Linked DNA regions of Drosophila melanogaster: region 1 is linked to region 2. A link is a contact called in public HiChIP or PLAC-seq data. All regions are on one chromosome and are shown on one strand. Each heading gives the region's core, a stretch centred on a gene start, on an enhancer-like site or on the middle of the called end of the contact. The rest is flanking DNA. Distances are from core to core; before and after follow the strand shown.

Region 1 (6,372 bases), core at 3,252-5,751, 250 kb before region 2:
AATCTATTAAAACTAGACGGATTGAAAAAAAAATATGGCCAATATCACAACCGAATAATAAACAATCCAATATACAATAATTGTAGTGCGCCACATCTAAGTAAACTGTATTAGTGGCGACAAAAGCAAAAGAAAACAAATAAAAATGTTTTATCCAAATTAAAGTTTGTGTATTGAAGATGAAACAAGACGGCAGACAGTTTGATATGAACTTGAGCTGGGTAAGATTGCTTACCAAATCCAGACTGTAATTTGAACGAAGTTTGTAACCTGTAATCCTGTAAGTTTAGATAACACTGTACACAATTGCAATTTTTGCTCATAACTTTTGAATATATATCACATAGGACTACAATGCCTAAGCCTATATATACAAAGCTGCGATCCTTTGGAGCTTGTTTCGTATTATTTGTAAAAGTTTTCTCTGCCACTTGTCATAATTATGTCTTATACTTTCTTTATGGGTTTATTATAAATTTTGACAAAAAACAAAACAAATCCAATTGCAAAAATTGTTTTACAAAGTGTGTTCGAATTTAACGTTTAGTATTAATTAAAAACAATGATAAACCTTTAATTATAAATATATACGTACGGATATATCAATTTTAAATTAATGACGCATATTAATTGTATAGATCAAGAAAAACAACATGTAATCAATTACAATTACAAGAATTTCAAAAAATAAATGAAAAAGTATGTACTCAAAATATTGTGCGGTATTTATTTCAAATTTGATCGGCCTTATAAAAATATCGGTTGCCTACTTCCAGGCTGCGCGTATAATTGCGTAAACTACAAGGTAATTGGTACAGTGAGTTTATTTTTTACATTTTTAGATCAGTCACTACAATTTTGTTTTTAGACCCAATTCTAGAAAGTAGGCATTTATTTAACTTTTTTTCTGAGCACTATCTCAAGAGCAAAATGCAAATAATATTTGGGTTTGAATATTAAAAAGCGTAATTGACAAAATTAATTAATCCCAGATCACTATTGAAATTCAAGCGATCATATGCTTATAATCCTATTAAGATAAACATGGTATTTTTTCAAATTATAAGTACTTTGTTAAAGAAGTGATGCAAAGTTAGTTTTGAACAGCACCACGAACTTAAATTATTTGTATCTTGCATCTTTGCCTTTTCAAACTGTATCTATGCTACTGATCATCCCGAACGGAAGCGGTTACGGGTTAAAAAAGTTATTGACTTTGTATTCAGTCTTATTTTGTTAGCCCTGCTTCTTCGTGTTTCCCAATTTTTGGTGTTGGGCATAATAACTCCACGTGACACCATTTCAGATTGCCGCAAGGGCTCCCCAATCATTTAGTTTTTGTTATTAATACATCAAGTCTTTGGTCGTTCGCATCTATTATGCAATTTCCGACAGCATCTAAAACGCAAAGAAATCCAAAGTTGGCAATTTTTTTGTGTTGATAATATTTGTATATTTTGTCCGATTAATTGTGCTTGCGCTTAAATTGGGCCCATATTAATAAATATCTGTTTAAATGGTTAATGGACAGTGTCAATAGTTGCTTAATAAATAGTCGCCGATTATCCTAAATGATTTGAACAAATGTGTTAAGCAGCGAATAAGTCCGACTGTACTGGCCTGTTCCAAAACTTTGACAGCTTCAAATGCCCAAGCGTTTTGTTTTCACTTTTGATTCCCAAGTGTTTGCGTGGGGGTTAACAAGTCCGAAAGATTTCGGGGAAAGTAGAATTCTAAGTACACGCAGCGGATCAACCGCATCTGTATGACTTAATCCCAATACCCGACCCGTTCTTGAATGAAAAGTAAAAGGTGCCAGCTGACGAACGTTCACACACCAACCACAATTCCCTGTGAGGGTCTTGGATCGAGTGATAAAAGCCCGGGCGATCGTAAGCGTCATTGAGTCAAAGGTTTATTGACGTACGATGGTGGCTTCTTCAGCGCCTGCTGATGATGATCATGATCATGATCGTCGGGTTGCCCACTTGTTGTTGCCAGGTGGAGGCCACTGCAGGTCGGGTTCGGTTTTTCGGTTTCGGGTCCATGGCATCTGGGTATCTCGAAGGCCGCTTCTGCCTTGGCTTGACTGCCTTTTTCTTAGCTTTTTTTTTTCTTTTGCTCTTCCCCTCATATACATTTCTTTGCTTCTTTCTTTTGATCGTACGTCGCAAGGTGAAAGTCTTTCCCCCCGAGCGTTTTGTTGTTGGGTATTTGTAAAGCATTTAGTCTTTTTTCGGTGTTTCAGTTTTTGTTGTCCGTCCGTCTGGCAATGGCTTTTGTTTTTTGGTTAATTTCGAGCAGGCATATTAACTGTTCGTTGGTTACCCATTCATCAAGATCTTTAACTAGATTTTATAGGTGCAAATGGTTAAAATCCGTTTTTCAATGCCTTGGGACAGTTCTGTAGGCCCTCATATGATTATATTTATTTTTTTTTATTTTCCCAAGAAACTGATTTGTTAAGCAGGCGACATAAAACTGAAGTGCAAAAACCGTAGATGTGATTGTCAGAGGTCAGCTTAGTGATTTAGGATGCAAAATAGCCAAGGCTGTAGTAATTAAATCCCAAGGGTGTCTTTAATAAGTCTTTAAACAGCAAAAAAGAAATTATGCAATATAATGCTTTGAGTCACAACTAATTTGTCGCACCACTTTCAATAAATTGTAATTGATCGAACACAAGATCGCAACTGCCACTGGGTTTGCCCTGTCTCTGACCCTGGTAGTCAACATTAATGGGAAGCCATTAGCAAACAAGCAAAATTGGCAATTATAGCTCGCAGTTTTCGCCATGTGTGGGAAGTAATTACAGAAACACGAGCACGCCGCGGGATATACGCAGAGAAAGACAGAAATGTCCGAAATTAAAAATAAGTATATAGAAATTATAATCAGGTAATTAGAAATTGATTTGACAAGGGGTTAACTTCCTGTTAATATTTTCCACGGATTGTGCAAACAATTCAATCAAGCGCAGGTGAAAATATTTTCCACCGATCTTTGGATTAGCGCAGAGTATCTTTTTTTTCTCACAGCCCGATCGGTCAACAAAGAAAGTCATCAAATAAAATTTAAGCACGCACTTCAAAACATCAGACCGTAGAGAGGGGCAAGTGGGGGCCCGATCTTTAGTATCATCATGGGTCATTATCATTGTCTGTGAATGGAACAAAGAAGCCAAACCTGATAAGCTGACTGGCGCTTGCCACTTATGCAATCGCCACTTAAAAATACCTGTGGCCGGGTCTTTTAGAATTGCATTTGGACCCCTAAATAATTGGCCTTGGGACTGCATTCGTTTTCCTGGGCGTCCGGAAAGTGAAAAGTTATTTATGAAAGCCGGCGATGAAATGCCTATTTGGGGAGTTGATTGATGGACTTGTTGATTAGTCGCCACCGAATTGCTTGCGACCTGGAAATAATTGAGTGGAAAGCTGGAAATGCAATAATTTGTTGATCGGTCTGACTTGTTCTCTGATATAAAATGCATTTTATCATCGTGTTTCACAAGAGGAAATAATTTTAAAAATTAAAATATCGCTATCAATGGGGAGGATCCAAAAAAGTAATGATAAGAAGGCAGTATTGTGTTTGAACATTTTTGGTTACCTAAAAGATAGTAATACGAAAATGTAATCTAAAAACTTAAAGCTCTTGACCAAAATGCTATCATTTTTAAAATATAGCCCAGCATGTTTTGCTGTTTAATGCGTGTGTTCAGCTTATCTTTGAATTCAACATTTTTACAGTGATTAATGTATTCCAATAATCCGATGATCCCTGGCTCACAAGACTCTTCCCTATTAAGATATCAAGTCGAGCGCAATATGTAGATTCACTGCCCAGTGGCTGTGATGTAAGGTATAAGGGGCTGTTCAATGGATCGCCTTATGCGATCTCAGCGGGAATTTTAAACACATTACTCAACCGAAATTCCAGCTCAGCATTAATCATGCCCAAATCATAAAAATGTGAATCAGATTATAGACGCCGTAATGAATATTGTCAGCTACTGTTGTTACATGTCATAAGATCAGACACACACGTCTTTTGGCTTAAACGGTGCAATGCAATAAAATAATTTTGGGTATAGCTCAGATTCTTGGACGCCCCCCAACAGAGATCTTATCGCCACTTCCGAGTAAGCTACGTGGTTGTGGCCACAATCGTTTGGCGACATGGAAATAACGATCAGAGATTTGAGTTTCGGGTAAGCCATTTCTGGGTTCGATATGCCAGTGATTCACGCTAAATTGATAAGGTAATGCAGAAGCGCAAGCCATTTCCTCATGTGGCCAACTCAAAACCCGGCAACACTTTCTCTTTCGGCCACAAAATCGCGCTCTTTGCTTTCTCTTTGGCCAGATTGCTGCCTCTTCGACACGAGCAACATGTTGCCGAGGTGCGCATGTTGCTGGCGTCTTCGTTGCCATTGCGACCGCTTTTTGGCATCTTCGCGGCAAGCTTGGCTTAAATTGTTACCAAACGTTTAATGATCTTCAGTTAAGCTTCGAACTTTTACCAGACAAGTCGTGTCTGCGGCTGCTACCAACGGCAGTCAATTTAAAAGTCCCCAAACGCGGCTCAAACGTTAACGGAATTTTAAAACCAAGAGCGAAGAAAACTGCATCATTTGCATAAAGCAAATAGAAAACGTAACGAAAATAACTTCGTACCAAGTTGATTTGGATTTAGTGTTATCATTTCGCGTCGCATAACTGACATTTTTTCGTGCGCCCCCTTTTTTCATGGGATATTTGGCAGCGGTATCGTGTTTGTTTTAAAAGAAAATAGTGCATTGATATCGGATCAATTGAGAAAACATTAATAGTTAACGGAGGAAATATATAGCATATCTGGAATTCCCGAGTGAATCATGAGGGTCTCTTTGGCACTGTGGGGCACTTTGTGCCTGTGGGTGGTCACCGCGAATGCACAAGGATTTATACCACCACCCAATGTCGGCCTTCACAATGGGGTAAGTTGGGAAATACAAAATGATCAAGGAAAATAAATTGACCTGAATCGATCATTTCAATAATTGTTTTGTTGTTGTATCGTATATCGCTGATGTTCCACATTCCACAAGACAAAGGCAATGCCTCATAAACGTCATCCCAAATATGTGCCAAATAATCATAGAAATAGAGAAAAAATGTTTATCACTTAATTTGCATTTCCATTGAACGATATGCAAATATTCATTGTTAGATCTCTGGCTTTGTGGGACTCTTCGTTTGTCCCAACCAAATTGACACAGTTTTCAGATCTTTTCGAGTCTCGGCCAAAGAAAGTTGCCATGCGTTGAGTAGTACTCGCATAAATATACCAAACGGTCAAAGATTTCGGAGCGCCTATCACAGAAATTCCCCAGACTTGCATAAGACTTTCTATCAATAAGATAACCCCCTGACTGATCGCAGTTGGAGCTCCCAAGTTCCACAGTCTATTTAAAAATTCAATTATTTAAATATTTGTTTTGGGATTTCAATATTAATTGTTGGAACGTTTAGGACCGCAACTGAAAACGAAAACGATTTTCAACGCCTCAATGAACTTTCCCTTTTCACAAAAATATTTTTATCTTTCGCTCAATCGAAGGTGGGGGACTCGATTAAATGAAGATGCAAAAGAGGAGTAAAAGCCGTAAAGTCATGGGACAACATTTAAACCTGTTCGCGTGGAGTGGTCAGGAAGACAAATATCTTCCAGTATCGTTAAGCAAAATTTTGGTAGATAATCTGTCAAGTCATGAGGGTTTCTTAGAACTTTCGTTTTCTTCTGGCCAAGTTGAAGGTCTCTTAGATAATCGATCACCTTAACCAGACTTTCTGATTTTCCTATGTTGATGTAATCTGATCATGTTGGGCATCCGTTGTTACAGTTTTCACTTTTACGGCTAAAACCCAAAGAGATTTGGCCAAAAGCCACAACAATTTATGATGTGAAATCAACAGCTCTGTTGTCTCCTCTTTTTTCGTCTTTAATCTTTATTTTTGGATGAACTAATGCCTATAATTGAGGTTTGGATTACGTAAAAAGATTTTTTTTTTGTGCTGCGGGCAATGTTTGGATATGGAATTATGGTTGAATTGGCAGGCGGATTAAAAGGCCCTGATTATCGACAGCTTTTTGGGAGTATGAGAGCGGTCAATTAGTGGACAAAAGAAGTTCATGTATATCGGGAATGAATTTCATGTTCGATGCAATATTTGCTTTGTCCTTAACCTTTTCGTGCATCGGTTGACTTGCCAATTTCCTTTCGGGCAACTTGCACAACATCGCCATAACGTAGGAAAAGAAAAACGTGTTTGAACCAGATTTTTGCCAACATCATCTCTCACTATTGACATAAGCTGTGGCAATGGC
Region 2 (5,921 bases), core at 2,975-5,474:
TCCAAAGATTTATGTAAAATGGTAAGAAATACAAGTAGTTTATTTTATTTGTCGTGTTCATTAATGTAATTTTACCTGGGAAACAAACACTAACACTTCATGTATTTATGTGAGATTTTTACAAAAAATATATTAATAAGATATATTTGTACAAAGGGAAAATGATAATATAATAATGGCTACATATAACAATACTAACTGCGCAAAAAGACGTCGGAGGAAGGGCTCCGATCTAAAATTACATAAACTTTCTAAGGACTTTTAAAGCTGTTTACTAAAATTTTAACAATACAAAATTTATCACTTTTCGAATATTCTAGAAACAAACTCTGAGACTCTAAAACTCTAAAGTCGTTGATTAAAATTCATACGTATATGATTAAAAAAGTCTATATTGTTTGAACTGTACAATTAAGAGCGATTCTCCAAAAGAATTGATTGGATCTCTTTGGTAGATTAAGGCAAAATTAAACGAAATTACCCATTTGCTATGTTTGTTATGTTGGCTATTGGCAAGAAACGATTCTTTCTACTAAACTGTGCCCCCAGTTACTTGGTGTCTGAATACTTTCAGTAGTTCCCAAAGATCGCTACAGTTGGAGCTCGAGTGTTCACAGATACGCACTCATACAGGCGCAGATCACACGGACAACATGGACACTGTCCGTGTGAGGCACCCTCTTTCGAAAAAGCTCGCTTGCTGACGCATTTCCTTTGGGCCACGGGCTCACACGGACAGTTGGCCAAGAGAGAGAGGAGCTGTCGAACGGATGGAGAGCGAGCTTTTTCAACACGGCTGCTGCGATCTCGATTCACGTCGACTGCGCAGCCGCGGCTGAAGACAATCCCGCCACAGCATCGGCCATATAAAAGCTCGCTGCGTCTGTGCGAAATTATTCAGTTAACTGTTGCGGGTTGGTTGAGACATACAAGCCCATCTTGATCGCAAAGTGTTGAGGAGCTAACCTAGTGCAAAATGAAATCCATGGTATGTTCGGTCTGAGCTCAGTGTGTTCTCCTTCGAAGTGCTGCTTAGAATAATTGTGTTTCAAAAACTCGGATTCAGTTAAAGTGACTTGCAAAAGAATATATATATATATATTTATGGAACAATGTAGACATATCGGTGTTGCAATTAAAGTATTTTTAAAAAGGTTTTTGCACGACTTCATCAGCTCTTTCAAAAGCAAGGATAGAACGGATATTCTAAAATGTCTCTAGATATGTTACTTTTTTGTGGCATTTTGGTTTACCCAAGTAAATATGAACATGGTTTTAAGAAAGGATTTTTAGAGAGAAAACTAATTGAAATATTTAATTTTTCCATTACCAGTTCTACATTTAAATCTTATTGAAAGAAATCACATTTCATAATTACTAAAATCGAAAAGTGTTAAGGATCATTTTAACCCGAAAAGGATAGGCAGTCCTAGAATATGTTTTTAGCATTTAAAAAAGAAAACAAAAATGTAGATTCGTATTAAAAAGCTTTGAACGCGAAACTACAAAGAGTTGAATTTGCCTTCTTCCAATTTGTATTTTAACCGAATTATTGCGAAAATATCAAGCCACATTAAGTATACGCCGCATGCCCAATATGTCAGGGGGCCTAGGCCACAATTGAACTTGGCTGGTTGCCCAGCCAACTTTCCACCCAACATTGCATAATTGTCATATTCCAAATTATGGAGTAATCGGGCGGAGGTGGAGCCGGAAGCGGCTGCAGTTGCATAACCGCCCGACCAAGCCAATTGGGTTTCTATCGAATTTAACCCACTTGTCATTGCAGCTCATTTTCGGCCTTGTGGCGATGTGCGTGCTGGTGGCCAACGCCAGTGAGGAGGCACCCAAGAAGGCCGTCGAGACCGCCGAGCCCGCCGAGAAGAAGCAGGAGAAGCGCGGCATTGGCCACGGTCTGGGCTACGGATACGGACCATCGGCGGGAGGCGCCATTCTGGGATCCGGCATCGGTGTTGGAGTTCCAGTGGCTCCCGCTGTCGCTGAGCTGCCCACCCAGGTGCACACCAACACCGTGGTGAGGACCGTGCAGGTGCCCTACCAGGTGGAGCGTCACGTTCCCTACCCCGTCGAGAAGACCGTCACCTATCCCGTTAAGGTGCCCGTGCCCCAGCCCTACCCCGTGGAGAAGATCGTCCATGTGCCCGTCAAGCAGATCGTGAAGGTGCCCGTCGAGGTGCCCCAGCCCTACCCCGTCGAGAAGGTGATCCGTGTGCCCGTGAAGATCCCAGTTGATCGTCCCTACACCGTCCATGTCGACAAGCCATACCCCGTGCCCGTGGAGAAGCCCGTGCCATACACCGTCGAGAAGCGTGTGATCCACAAGGTGCCCGTCCATGTGGAGCGTCCAGTGCCCTACAAGGTGGCCGTGCCCGTGCCTGTCCACGTTGAGAGCCACGTCAAGCCCGCCGTGGCCGTCACCCACACCGTTGCCGCTGCTCCTGCCATCATCAGCCACGGCTACTCCGGACACGGAATCTCCGGATACGGAATTTCCGGACACGGAATCTCCTCCTACGGCAGCTCCTCCTACGGCGGCTCCGCCCACGGTGGCTACCTCCACAAAAAGTAGATGAAATCGCAATGCTGTCGAGGGCCAAGCGAGAAGTGAAGTCGGGTGAAGGCGAGCGAACCAACCAACAAGTCGAAAGTATCCAACAGACATTAAGAATCAAGCACCCCTCCCTCTCTTTCCACGCCCAGCAACCGCCAACGTACGACTTACAAATTTAGTTTTAGTTTGTGATACCAACCGAAATTCTGGAAGGATCGGAACCAGGAGAAAATCACACAACTGACGCAATCCATTATAGAAAGCTTGCCAAAACCCATCCGGGGCGTTTGAAAAGTGCCTGTCTCCTGGCATCCAAATCCATCGAGTGTACAGTTCTTTTGTAGACAATCACAGAGAAATAACTGCTGACGAGTTGCTCCTTCGACTTTTTCACGTAAATTTCTTTTCTATGAAATATTTGTACATATTTAAATAATGTAAATAAAACGAAAATTAAAAAAAAAAAACTTAAGACTTGTACTTTCAGAAATACTGGGCTTTCCATTAAAAAAAAAAAAGATAGAAGTTCGATAGGATATTTTTAAGGTATATAGGGTATTTTCACTTAATGAGCCTTTTGTTTAAGCTGAAAGCTTAATTTGTATTGCTGCATTGCTATTTTGGAATAAATACATTTTTTTACAGAAGTTATATATCTGTCAAGTTAAAACGTAGCCATAAAGGACTACATATTATATATTTACATATTATATATTTATATATAATATATATATATATTATATATTTATGGATATTTATTAATTTTTATGAGGGGGTGTGGAGTTACTCTTAAGTGGATTAATACAGCTTATTTTAGTCAAAGGATATTCCCACAACTATGCAATGATTTATTTATTTATTATAAATTTTGGGAATTATTCTGAATTGCATTACAGTGCGTCAAGTAATTGTTCGCAAACAATGTTTTTAAAACTGTAAATTTAGTGAGTAGGCCTAAATTTATGCAACAAAAAATTATATATTTAAGCTTTCCTAAGCTTTGAACTGTTACTTAGTTAATACAGCTAGAATCAAGGCTTAAATAAAGAGCTTATACTTTTAAGCAATTAAACCAACTTAAAATTTTACATATTATATAAAATTAAAAATTGACTTAAAAGGATAACAAAGTCGAACACACTCTGAACAAAACTTCTTAGCCAAAATTAAACTTACAAAATTATATGGCGATTTTAATGAATAATATTAATAATAATATTATACATAATATCTATTTATCTAAAAGAAATGAGAAAACAAATACGATCTCACAAACAAACGTATCTATATGGATGTTGTCCTAATGGCTTTCATGCCAACCCAATATCGTAAAAGCCTAGCGCTATGCATCGAAAAAAATTACTAAGTTTAAGTCGAGCTTTTTTTTATCTTTCCTATAGCTTTCCTATCTTTTCGCACAGAGTTGTCGAAAAAATATATCAGAGAGGGATTTTCTAGTACCCAGGGAATAACAATATTTTATATATATTCACTATATATGTATATCAAAAAATTTGTATTTTAAATCTACACAAAATGGAATATATAAACCACATTTGCTTTATAAAAATACAATGCGACGCCACTGACCTTTTCAGAATAAGAAATGTATCTTAATTCTCATTTTGTAAATCAGTTCCTTTTTGTGTGTTTCCAAGAGCGGATTGAATATATAAAAATGTTTAAGATATTATTGCTTGCTGCACTCAGCATCTTGACATATAAAATCTCTAGTTGCGATGTAAATTCTCATTTATGTCGTCAGGTTGTTACTGTTAATTATACCAAAATGGTTACTAGGCCCTTGGAGGACTTTGGAAAATTTGCCAAATATTTCCAGCAATTGGGTATACCTACAGGAAAAAAGCTGCTGGTAAGCTCCATATAAAGAGCAATGACCAAGTTGTATTTAAGATTACCAAATTCTTCAGAACCTAACCAAATTAGAAGAAAAAGAAGTGTGTTGTGCAGGCTTCGAAAAATCCACCGACGAAAAATGTGTGCCCATCCAACCCACAACAACATCGACTACAGAAACTATCGATTTAACCGAATATACGGAATCATCATCTCCGAAATCGGATTCATTTGGTCAAGGAAATACGCACAGCTCGTTGACAGAATTAAATAATAAGCACAAAACTCTCATATTGTCAATTCTTATTGGAACTGGTGCTCTAATAATTGTTTTAGCCTTTGTGATTGCTCTACGTATTCGCCAAAAACGACGACTTGCATTAGGTAATAACTGCCGCCAAGTAAAATTTAATGCAGAAATGCAAACAGCTCTATTATAAAACATAAGTTAGATGTTCACAAATAGAGAATTTAAATATTATAAACGAAAAATGAATTATCAATTTCATGTAAAGCACCGTTCTTATCAGTTTCATTTAAGTGGAAAAGCCATATATGTACATAAGTGAATTTCACATTGATAGGACGACAAGTACAATAATAAAAAGTAAGTTCAGTTGTATTATAATGTGTACTTGCGGAGTGATAAAAGCAAAGCATTTGATTGTCGTGACCGGAATAGTTTTGTAAGTCGACCAAAGACATAAAATCGTATTACTCATTAAAATGTCGTATTATTTTATTTATTTTGTACACCTTCATATTTATAGAATTTTCTGCACCTTAATATTTTTGAAATTATATTAAAACCAACACCTGCAGCAAATATTGTATTAATGCTTTTCTGTCTATCTCTATTTAATCTCTATTTTAACATTTACTACGTGCGTATAAGGAAAATCGGCTTCATGTATGCAATATTCATAAATATATTTTAAAACGCTTTTTAAGCCTTAATAATTAATAAGCTCCGCATAGAAATGCCTACCCTTCGGCTTCAAACAGATTACTTCCCCCTTACTCCACAACATCTCATACATATAATCTATCAGGCACTTAAGCGAAAAATATTGTGAATATTTGCCAAAAAACGAAATGAAAAGCAAGGCGGGTAAAAGTGATGCAACAATTAATGCACGTGAGTTAGAGCACTAACATTTATCGGCGCAATCAACTGCAATGACAGGCAGTCCAGAAAGAGCCAATACGCGTTTCAAGTTCGCTGCCTGAGTCTTTCGTTTTGGGAGAACCTGTTGCCTGGATTGACCAACGCCAACAACATTGATCTTGTCCTAACCCGAGAAACGGAGCCGCTTGTTCGTGCCGCTTCAATTGCGAATGTGTGTGTGCCAATGGAGAATGGCTCGACCTAAAAAGCCAAAAGCAAAGTGAATGCAACAATAACAACAGCAACAACCAATGCAGACGCAATCAATTAGCGATATGCTGATGACGTCGGCTTGCCTGATATTATTGTGGCTGCTAACGGCTG

Evidence for each region. HiChIP or PLAC-seq counts read pairs in DNA pulled down with a chosen protein or histone mark.
Region 1: a CP190 HiChIP or PLAC-seq map of the Kc167 cell line shows a contact between it and region 2, with 6 times the contacts expected there. The contact joins the promoter of CG43333 here to the promoter of CG42711 in region 2. A contact is called at or near these places in 7 of 107 Hi-C or Micro-C datasets (the Clone 8 cell line, the Kc167 cell line, the S2 cell line and 3 more) and 2 of 6 datasets of contacts at active chromatin or transcription factors (both in the Kc167 cell line).

Annotation. Positions count from the first base shown.
Region 1 is chr2L:14,178,815-14,185,186 of dm6, reverse strand. CG43333 reads left to right here and starts at 4,501. Exons shown (of 6, transcript NM_176037.3): 1 at 4,501-4,981. The coding sequence starts at 4,880. Dyrk2 (Dual-specificity tyrosine phosphorylation-regulated kinase 2) reads left to right here. Exons shown (of 11, transcript NM_205989.3): 11 at 1-709.
Region 2 is chr2L:13,929,665-13,935,585 of dm6, reverse strand. CG42711 reads left to right here and starts at 4,224. Exons shown (of 2, transcript NM_001201872.2): 1 at 4,224-4,445; 2 at 4,504-5,264. The coding sequence starts at 4,251. The coding sequence ends at 4,869. All of the region lies in intron 7 of Ance-3 (Ance-3,), which reads right to left. It overlaps Vajk2, which reads left to right and starts at 894. Exons shown (of 2, transcript NM_135845.4): 1 at 894-988; 2 at 1,790-3,027. The coding sequence starts at 977. The coding sequence ends at 2,590.